Regions from separate parts of the Mus musculus genome. Here region 1 is linked to region 2. Evidence: chromatin contacts called from public promoter capture Hi-C data. All regions are on one chromosome and are shown on one strand. Each heading gives the region's core, a stretch centred on a gene start, on an enhancer-like site or on the middle of the called end of the contact. The rest is flanking DNA. Distances are from core to core; before and after follow the strand shown. Region 1 has its middle 23 kb from the start of Cap1. Region 2 holds the start of Col9a2 (collagen, type IX, alpha 2).

Evidence for each region. Promoter capture Hi-C pulls out the DNA fragments that hold promoters and counts their contacts.
Region 1: a promoter capture Hi-C map of hippocampal neurons shows a contact between it and region 2, with 7 times the contacts expected there. The contact joins the enhancer-like site here to the promoter of Col9a2 in region 2. A contact is called at or near these places in 7 of 39 promoter capture datasets (cranial neural crest, frontonasal cranial neural crest, hippocampal neurons and 3 more).

What each region holds. Positions count from the first base shown.
Region 1 is chr4:122,906,224-122,911,650 of GRCm38.p6, reverse strand. No RefSeq gene overlaps it. Among named protein-coding and RNA genes, the nearest start is that of Cap1, 23 kb to the right of the region's middle. Within about 2 kb of position 1,945, at least 30 of the 459 cell types and tissues checked have an H3K27ac peak or open chromatin away from gene starts, as enhancers often do. A contact at or near this core is called in hippocampal neurons, where this site is marked.
Region 2 is chr4:121,036,496-121,042,125 of GRCm38.p6, reverse strand. It overlaps Col9a2 (collagen, type IX, alpha 2), which reads right to left and starts at 2,560. Exons shown (of 32, transcript NM_007741.2): 1 at 2,340-2,560; 2 at 1,087-1,161. The coding sequence starts at 2,411.

The sequences.
Region 1 (5,427 bases), core at 696-3,195, 1.9 Mb before region 2:
GTTAAACAATGATATTTGTCTCAAGGATCAAGTGTCTGCAGCTCTGAAAGAGAATCGTGTCCGGCAGACAGCAGTCTTCTATGTGCCTTTCCATTATTCAAATTAAAATAAACTAATTAATGTAATGATCTCCTGTGTAAGCAAAACAAAACAAAAAGTGCCCACTACCTTTTTCCAGCAAAAGACAGCACATGACAGTCACATCACTTCTTCTGTCCTTGGTTTCTCTTATTCACTCACTAACCATGAAATGAATGCCTCTGGGTCCCAGGTCACCCGAGCACAGTTGTGAGAGTGTCTTCCCTGATCGTACAGAGTTTTCATTCTACTCGGAAGATAGGAAAGTGAACACACAGTCTTCCAACGTCAGTGACCCTGCAGATTAGATAACCTGAAAACGTCATTGTTCTGAATGCTTAGCCACAATGGGTTAAAAAGCCAAGAGGTACAGAATTGATTCATAACACAGCGAAATCTCCAGGGTCCGGAGCGAGTGCGGCACTGAAATCCAGGGTGGTAAGTATGAGAGAACAGATAGCAATGCTATTCCAACATCTGGAAATATTCTGGCGTATACTTCAGGTGGGAGGACACTACACAAGGGTGTGGATATCAGGCGGGTGGGAATCGTTACGAGCTACTTTGATGGCTGAGTTCCACAGCCCACCTGGCAAAACACTAAACCAAATAAGGTGCTGGCCAGCCAATGGCCAGATGGCATGGACTGGGGATGGGAGGACCGAATTATGCCAGGGTGAGGGGTTAGAGAGATACCCCAATAGCCAAGAGTGCTTGTTGCTCTTCCAGAGGATCTAAGTAAGGTTCCTAGCACCCACACGAGGGGGAGAAGGGAGCTTTGCAACCACTTGTAACTCCAGCTCCAAGGGATCTGCTGCCCTCTTCTGGCCTGTATAAGCACTGCACATATGATAACAATTCCCCTTCGCTGGTATCGTATAATTTCAACAAAACAAACAAGCAAACAAAAACATAAAACGAAAATAAAGTCAGGTGTGGTGGCACACGTGTTTAATTCCAGTAATCTGGAGACAGAATCAGGAGGATCTCTGTGAGTTCAAGGCCAGTCTGGTCTACATACAAAGTTCCAGGCCAGCCCCTACCTCCACCAAAAAGACCCCCCCCCCATCCTTCCCAGGTCAAAACAAAAGAAAACAAATCCAAACTCCGAACTAAACAACCAACCAACCAACCATATGAAACCTACACATATTAGGGGTAAGACTGACTGTAAGTGGGGAGCATACCGTTTCTTTTATGTATCATTTTTTTTTGTAGAAGTGTAAGTTACATATAATACTATGCATAAAGTTATATATATATATATTTACAAGGCAGTTAGCTCGGTGGTGGACATCATTAATCCCAGCACTTGGGAGACAGAGGCAGGTGTATCTCTGAGTTTGAGGCCAGCCTGGTTTATGGAGCGAGCTCCAAAACAGTCAGGGCCACACAGAGAAACCCTGTCTCGAGGTCCCCTACCACTCCCCAAAAAGGTAATTATCCCTCTCTCATCTTAGAATTATGTGTGTTGTGTATAGTGTGTGTGTGTGTGTGTGTGTGTGTTGGTTAAATTTGTTGTCTGTCCACAGATTTCTAAGGAGGAGGATCATGATGGAACCCAGGGTGTGTGGGGATCGGGGATGGAGGAGGATCATGACGGGACCCAGGGTGTGTGGGGGTTGGGGATGGATGCCATTGCTGGACACGGGTTGTGTCTTTTTGGAAGGAGCTGAGTGTGTCTTTTGTTTGCCTTTGAAATAATCATATTATGTTAGACAGAAGCATTTTAAAACTTGTATATGGTATTTTAAAACGTGGGAAGATGTTGCTTGGCAACCCGCAGTTGGAATGCGGAGGACATCTGTTGTTTTCCTCTATCAGCGTTCTATCTCTTTCTTTTGGAGAAGGCCCTTCCCACACTGCACACTGTCTCCGTGGGGCTGTCAGTCACGGTTCAAAGCCCCTCTTGTCAGAGGATGACATCCCATCACAACAAAGCCGATTGGGAGTGCTTCCTCTTGGGAAAAAAAAATAGTGGGAGACGAAAGGGCAAAAACCACGCGGAGCTGATTAACGCCAGGGTAGGTAGCGGTATTAAGAGATTTGTCTGTAATCTGCATATCTGGAACCAGCACGACCCTGTATATTTTAATATAACACTCGACTGCTCTGGTTGCAAGTTTTTCCGGATTGTACCGAGTCTATGAATCTTTCACGTTTTTTCTTTCAATAAATATTTTAAATTTTGACATAAGATCTTGCTAGCTAGCCCAAGTATGAAGGGATTAGAGGGCATGAGCCACCACGATCAGCTTTATGCCCCTTCTTAAATTTGTCAGAGCTGGTTCCTGTTACTGGTAGCCAGGGAACTCCTTTGACATTAGCTCAGCGGGGAGAATACCAAAGCAAAGAGGAGGGGGCAGAAGTGAGTGAAATTGCAATGATCAAGATTTTTCAATACACCTTCATTGGCAATTTTCTCCCCAGCATGCCTCCACAGTGTGCAAAGTTAGGAAAGCTTTCTGGGAAGATGCCAGGAGTTTCTGACACATTGAACTCAGAACTACTCCCTAAGGTGTGGCTTTATAAGATGGGTGCTACAGGCAGGCAAGAGGGCTCAAGTAAAAGCGTTTGCTCTGGAAGCCAGAGGGGCCTGAGTTTGATCCCTGGACTTAACCAGTGGTGGATTCCAGAAACTTGTCCTCTGGTCTCCACACATGCACAGTGGCACCAACATACTTCATACACACAGACACCGTAATAGCAATAGCATGCAGTATACAAACCTCTAGGAACTGTGGTTTGTGTGGACTGCGATGTGAACAGTGTCTTCCTGCTGTGTAGTATGGTCCCTGTGGCTCTCTCTCTCCTTGCCTTTTCAAGTCAGTCCTTTTGATGAATTTGTTCTTTGGTGCCTCCTCTGACCCTTGGATTTTTTTCTCAAGCATACAACTGAGCTTCTACATAAACAGTTAAAACCTAATCAAGCACAGATTGATTTTTTGTTGTTGTTGTTGTTGCTGCTGCTGTTTTGTTTTGGGAGCTTGTTGTTGTTGTTTTGTTTTTGAGACAAGGTCTTGTTATGTAGCCCTGGTTGGACTAGAACTCCATATGTAGACCAGGCTGGCCTCAAACTCACCTCTGCCTCCTTGTGTTGGGATTAAAGGAATATACCACCACATTGGTCAGACTGATTTCTTAAAAAAAGGAAACTATCAATTCAGATGAATATTTTTAGATTTATTATTTATTTTATGTACATGAATACACCATTGCTCTCTTCAGACACACCAGAAGAGAGAATCAGATGCCATTACAGATGGTTGTGAGCCACCATGTGGTTGCTGGGAATTGAACTCAGGACTTCTGGAAGAGCAATCAGTGCTCTTAACCCCTGAGCCATCTCTCCTGCCCCAGACTAATTTTTTTTTAAAGATTCATTTTATTATTTTTAAAGAGTTGTTTTTTTTTTTTAAATTTACTTTTACTTATGCATCTGTGTATGTCTATGTATGTATGTGTGTCGGTGCCTATGGAGGCCAGAAGGGGGCATCGGATCCTCTGGAGCTGGTGTTACACATGGTGAGAGCTGCCTGATTCCGGGTTTCAAGAGGAATGAATACAGTACCGAGCAATCTCTTCAGCCTTGTATTTTATTTTTTAAATTATGTGTATGTATATCTGTATGTGGGTATGTGCACAGGAATGCAGGTGCCCTTGGGGGCCAGAAGATGGCACCAGATCACCTGGAGCTGGAGTTACAAGCGACTGAGCCACACAGTATGTGTGCTGCTGCAAGTCAGACTCACATCCTCTGCAAAGGCAGTTCCCACTCCAGTCCCCAAGCTGATTTCTTTGGGTCTGAATCAAGTGGGGGAGAGAGTTTCTTACAGCAGGGCCTGGCGACACATGCCTGCAATTCTAGTGCTTGGCAGGCAGAGACAGGAGGATCAGGATTCAAGGCCATCCTTGGCTTACATATTAAGTTGGAGGCCAGACAGACTGGGTAACACAAGACTTTGTCTAAAACAAAACAAAAACAAAAACAAAAAAACCAAGACTTTCTTAAGAAGGTTCTAGGAGAGCTGGATATAGCAGCACCCGCCTTTAATCCCAGCACTCTGGAGTCAGACATAACTCTGTGAGTTTGAGGTCAGCCTGGTCTATGTAGAGAGTTCCAGGCCAGCCAGGGCTGCATAAAAACAAAGAACAAAAGCAAGCCAAACCAAAAATACAACGAAAAGGTCCTAGGAAACGTGTTAAAATGGCACTGGTGCTTAAATTCATATGTGAGGCCGTAGCCCTCACTCCCAATGTGGTTGCTCTTGGAGATGACTCCTGTAAGGGAGTAATGAAGGGCACTCCTAAGGTTGGAGCCTTAATCTGGTCAGATCAGTGTTCTGTGAGAAACAGCAACTGAACACCTTCCCACCTCCACACAAGTACTCACCAAGGAAGGTCACTGAAAACCCAGAAAGAAGATAGCAGCTTGCAAAGCAGGAGGCAATGGCTCACCAGGAACCAAATCATCCAATACCTTGATTTTAAACTTGCCAGCTCCCAGGACTGTGGGCAAGTATCTTTTCGTTCTCTAAGCCATTCAGTCCATGACATACTGTTACTGGAGTCCAGGCAGAGAAAGACAGATTCAAACAGATACAAGGATGTGGAGAGAAGGCGATTTCATCCTTCAAAAGCTTATAAGGAAGTAAAATTGAGTGTTTCTTGTGGAGGGTACCAATCAATAAAAGATGTGAGAGTATAGTAAAGAACCAGTTTTTCATGGATTTTATTGTTTTCCTCAATACATTATCTATAAATACATTGCTCAATGTATCAAAGTAATTGTCATACCCCCCCCCTCTCTCTCACACACACACACACACACACACAGTACAAAGCACAAATCCTATTAGCCATTAGAAAAATGCAAACCAAAGCCATAATGACTAATCCAAATAAATCTTTCCTTTTAAAAAAAGCAAACAACAAAAAACAGGACTGGAGAGATGGTTCAGTGGTTAAGAGCATGAATTACTTTCCCAGAGGACCTGAGTTCAAATCTCAACTCCCACATCAGGTGGTTCACAAACACCTGTAACTATAGCTTCAAGATATGACACCATCTTTTGGCCCCTGTAAGTACCTATACTCATGTGCATACACATATCCATGTGAAAACATACATACATGCATATAATTAAATGAAAAAAGTAAATCTTTTTTATTTATTCGTTTATCTTTCTTTTTTTCTTTTTCTGATGCAAAAGCAAGAGGTTCATTTTTTCCAGCTCGTTGGGATTGACTTTCAATTAGTCCATCAAGGCGAGTGACTAGAAGGTGACCTGTTTGTTTTTCCAATATGGGGTTTCTATGTGTATCCCTGGCTGTCCTAGAATTCTCTCT
Region 2 (5,630 bases), core at 1,311-3,810:
TCCAGAACTCAGGAGGCTTCTAGAGGTATATATAAGTCTGTAAGTTCAAGGCCAGCCTAGTCTAACAGCAAATTTCAGGACAGCCAGGGTTACATAAAGAGACCTTATCTACATTAAATTAAACTAAATTAAAACAAAACAAAATAAAAGTGCATCAACACTAATCCAGCCAGCTGAGAGGGGCATTTAATCAAGTAGATTCTAGGTATGCTGTGAAGTCCCTGGGTTTCTGGTTAACCGGGAGAAATAAAGCAAATGACAAAAATAAAATAAATAAATAAATAAATAAATAAATAATAAAGCTTTTTAGAGAAATCTGAAAGGGGACTGTGGCTTTCAGTCAGGAAAACCAGAGACTCAGGACAGAGCAAGGATCAAGGGGGCCAACTTGGGGGTAGATTCAAAATGTTCTTAAGAAAGGTCTCTTTTCCGTGTGACAAAGGACCCTTGGTAGGAGCCGGGCAGGGCCGTGGAGTCAGATTTAGCCCCAGAGAGGCCCCCAGGCATTCCGCAGCCTGCAGCAAGAGCCTGGCTGGGGCCCAGCGCCCTGCGTTTGGGGGTGGGGGCACCAGACTGAATAGAAGTCTGTCCAAACCGTAAACATCCAGCCGACCTCCTGGGGGAGCTTCCAGAATGAGGTGGTTAACCCTCAGCACACTGGGAGAGCAGAAGACAAGCCCAGCTGATTCTAAACAGGGGAGCTAAAAGCAAAAGGGAGAGACAGGAGTGTGGTCCCAAGCTGCTCAGCCAGTCTACACGAGGTTCTCCAGCTACCTTAAAGAGGCATGTAGTGTGTCAGGGGACAGCACGAAGAGGAGGAAGAGAGGGAGGGGGATAAGGACACGCTGTGAGCCGAGGCCAACAGCAGAACAGCAGGCCCTTGTTGCTGGGTGGTTTTGACAGACTCCCACATTTCAAGGCTGGTTTGGGGTTTTCTCTGAACAAACAGACTCCTTGTGGTCTCTGCAGGCACCGCCTGCTGGCAACAGGGGGCGCTAAACTTCCAGGCATCCCCACCCCTGCGCTCATAAAGTTCTCCTTTGTGGATAGCCCTGCTTCCTCTCAAGTCTGAAGTTAGATACTCACGTCGATGCCATCTGAACCAGGCACTCCTGGTGGCCCTGGTGGCCCTGGAGGACCCGGCTCCCCTGGTGGACCTCTCTGAAAATACACAAGAGTGCAGCCCTCAGACAGTACGCAGAACTGGGCTCCCAGGGGCTGCTGGAGACCCCGAGAGCAAAGGTGACTAGGGCAGCATCTCCCCAAGGAGATGGTGCTTCATGGGGAGTTTGTTGAGCAGCTACTGTGTGTCAGGCACTGTGTGCCATTATGCTCTGTTACTTTATGAACTACTCAGAACTCGGGGGGGGGTACTATTAGGGGTGACAAGCAGAGGGTGAGGAAACACAAAAAGACTCAAGGCTCGTGATCACTGCAAGTGAATGCTGAAACCGTGATTACACCCTAGGTTGGCTGGCTTCTTCCCCTGGGTCACACGGTCTTTGCACTGTCACGATAGGAAATAGATGAAGACATCATTTGCTCAAATCACAGATGATGTGCAAGATGGCACCTAGCCAACGATGGCCGTTCGAACTATTGCTGTTTTCTAACCAACAACAGGTATAGCGGTGAACTGGCACCTCTCCCTCGTCCCTGGTGCAGGTAAAGAGACCTCAGAGAAGAAGGAAAGCTGGGACTCTTCCCACCCAATCCTCCCTAAGGTAGCGAACCAGCCCCGACTCAGGAAGTCCACGCGTGCCAGATGCTGGCGCCAGGTGCCCTCCCCAGGTTAAGATGTGCCAGGCTGGCGCCTCACAGGCGAACTGTACCCCTACACTAGCACTGCTTGGTGAGCGGGCCCAGCATCCCCATTTGGTCCTAAACCGGGCATCTCTTTCCTAGGGCCCAGCTGTCCCTGCGAAGTGAGGCAGAAGCCCACAGTCAGGAAACGGACATATTGGGGCGACAGGGAAGTCTGGCTGGAGCCTGGGTCCCTTAGGAGACTCCGGGGGCGGAGGCTCCGCTGTCGACTGAATAGCCACCATTGTCTCCGCACCACCTGGGCTCTCTCCACTGCCAGGCCCCCGCGCCATCTCCTGCTCGACGCTGCCTGTCCCAGGCAAGGCCAAGCATCCCGAGGCAAGGTCCCTCTGGTTCCCGGACTAGTCAATCTCCCTTCACCGCGAGCGGTTTGCCGGGTATGCATCACCCCAGCGGCTCTGTCCTCAGCTGCCCCTCAGGCTAGGGACAGACTAGAACAGGTCCTAAAGACTCCAGGATCCTAAACCCAGGCTCTGCACCAGGGACGGCGGAGACAGAGAAGTGACAGGACTTACGATCTGAGCCAGGGCGAGCCACAGCACCTGGAGGAGAACGAACAGGCTGCGGGGCGCGGGCACGGCGGTCATGGCGAACAGCGGGTTCTGGAGCGGGGGTCCAAGCACCGATGGCGGGGGCTGCTTTCGGAGCCTCGGACTGGATCTCCCGAAAACGCAGCTAGACGGGCCGGGGCGGGGACCTGCAGGCCTGTCACCTGAGAGCACTGTGGGGAGGAACTGTCCAGCTCCGCCCGGTCAGGGGCGGATCTTCTGTGCCCACCCTGGGTCTGCATTCTGAGTTTGACCAGACGCCCCAGCTGGGAAGTCCCGGGGGCATCTCGGGGTACGGGACTACTTTCTGTGTGAAGAGCAGAAGTCCATTCGAAGTCCCTTTCCTCCTTGCCTCCAAGATCAAAGCCTTCCTCCTGGCCCTCAGCCCCATCCTTTCCCCGGGCAAGCTTGTCTGGGTCCTTTATCCTCCAGAGCCTCAACCATCTCAGGTTCTGGAGACCTGGCCAGGACTCCACCAACTCCATCTTTTCTAAATTGGCTCAGTCCTCTCCACAAACAATCAGGTCCCTGCCATATTAAAACACACCAACATCTTTCTTGAATCTGCCACCTCGGGAATTCCCCATCTGCCTCTTCTCTCCCCCTCCACCATCAATTCCATTAGAGTTGTCTGTGGCCTCTAAATTTCCCTTTCCTCTCGCCTCCCTGCTTCCATCGACCAGTGCGATCCGAACATCTTCCATCCTTGAGGCATCCTGTTAGCATTTGGATCTGCCCTTGGCAATGCCAGTCCTTCACGTCTTCTCTCCCAAGCATCCACCAGGCATCCACCCCATGTGACCTTGTACAGTTATATCCTTTGAAGACAAGTTTTTATCTATGCGAATGAGTGTTTTGCCCTCAGGTATGACCCTGTCCCATGGGGGACCAGACATCCTTGGAACTGGAGTTGTAGAAAGGTGTAAGCTCCTACGTGGGTGCTGGCAACAACCTGGGTTTTTGCAAGAAGAGCACGAGCTCTTCAGCAGGGAGCCATCTCTCCAGATCCCTACAATTACATATTAAGGAGGAGTACATGTTCTATGAAAAGTGTCCCTTAGACTATCAAACACCACAATGCATAGTCACACAAACTAAAATGGACCTGGGCTATCTAACCGTGTGGAACCACCTGCATGTGTGAGGTCCACTGTCAGCCAAGTGACACGATTGTCTTTCTCCTCAGCGGCACCTGCATGCTGCTGTCTCCTGGACTGGGAGAGACTTCTCCCTCACCCCCTTTCAACTGACCTCCCAAGTTCATGGAAACAGCCACCACTTTATTCAGTAACACCCCAAACCCACCTGTCTGGTCACCTCGGTCCAGAGCCCCTTTCTCCTCTCCTTCTCTTCCACTCACTGGCTAAGGGCAGTGGATCTCATGCAGCCACTAACCACAGTTATGACCACAGACACCTCCATGACATAAATGAAGTCTTAGTTTCCTCCTCTGTAACTGGGAACAACATGGTCCCTATCTTAAAGAATTTGCTTGAAGATTGAAGGAGCTGATGGTGGCAGCTGCTTAATGTGACAGCAGTGCGCTGTGACCCTCAGTATCATTTGCTCTTGGTATCCAACTGGCCTCCAGTATGGAAACTTGACCACAAGCAAATCAAGTGACCTGGCCAAGGAGGAGGCCTGGACAGATGGCTCCACAGATAAAAGCACTCCTTACTTTTGTAGAATTTGGGGATTTGCATCCCACATCAGATGGCTCCCAACTACCTGTACCTCCTGTTCCATAGAATCCAATGCTCTCTTCTGGCTTCCATGGGCAACAGCAAACATGCAGTGAACATATAAGCACATGCACATACACAAAACACATAAACACGTGTAAAAATCACCCTCCACATTTCCTTTTCTTAAGTATGTTATGAAGCCGGGGAGATGGCTCAGTGGTTAAGAGCACCAGCTGCACTTGCAGAGGACCAAGTACCCACATATCAGCCTATAACCATTTCTAACTCTGTTGAGCGCGCCCCCAACTCGCCAGCAAGAACGACGCCACAGCAGGATCCTTCTGCACACGTTTATTCAGTCCTGTTTCTTCTTTCTTTATATCTCCCTTGTTTATATATCTCCCTTGTTTTTACATCTCCCTTGTTTATATCTCCCTTGTTTTTATATCTCCCTTGTTTTTATATCTCCCTTGTTTATATATCTCCCTTGTTTTTATATCTCCCCCGAACCCTGGGCCTCTCACTCCTTTTTATACTCTCTCTCATCCACGCACCGCAGGCCATGCCCCCTCACCAGGCACGCAGCTTCAGCTAATCAGGGCAGCAGGGGCAAATCTCCACCAAATTGGATTCACCTGTATCCTGGTACACCTTCGCAGCACTCAAGATGTTTGTGTCTTATATGAGGAAGTCAGGTGCAAGTCATATGACTTAGCTGCAGTCCCTGGCGCCTTTGGGACTGCCGCCACACCCGCTCCCCACATAACTCCAGTTCCAGGGTTGGATGCCCTCTTCTAATCTATTAGGGCACCAGGTACCCAGGTGAAACACAGACATACATGCAGGCATGGTACATACACATAAAATAAAATAATAATTTTAAATTATGTCACACAAAATAAATAAAATGTTATATACATAAAAAAGAATTGGGCTGGTGAGATGGCTCAGTGGGTAAGAGCACCCGACTGCTCTTCCAAAGGTTCGGAGTTCAAATCCCAGCAACCACATGGTGGCTCACAACCATCCGTAACGGGCGGTGGTGGCGCACGCCTTTAATCCCAGCACTTGGGAAGCAGAGGCAAGTGGATTTCTGAGTTCAAGGCCAGCCTGGTCTACAAAGTGAGTTCCAGGACAGCCAGGGCTACACAGAGAAACCCTGTCTCAAAAAACCAAAAACCAAACAAACAAAAACAACCATCCGTAACGAGATCTGGCTCCCTCTTCTGGAGTGTCTGAAGACAGCTACAGTGTACTTACATATAATAAATACATGAATCTTTAAAAATATTTTTAAAAACTGTTAAAGTTTCAATAAAGTAGTTTATCTTAAAAAAAAAAAGACTCAATAGTTCAAGGCCAGTCTTGAATATGCAGCAATGTTAAAGGTCAATCTAGGAATCATGAGATCCTAACTGCCCTCCTAACCCCCCCCCCCCGCCCCCTGCAAAAAGTTGAAGCATAGTTGCTGACACTTTGAATCCCAGCACTCTCCAGGCAGAAGCAAGGAACCCCTGTGAGTTGCAGGCCAGCCTAGGCTGAATATAGTGAGTTTCAGGCCAGCCAGGGCTAC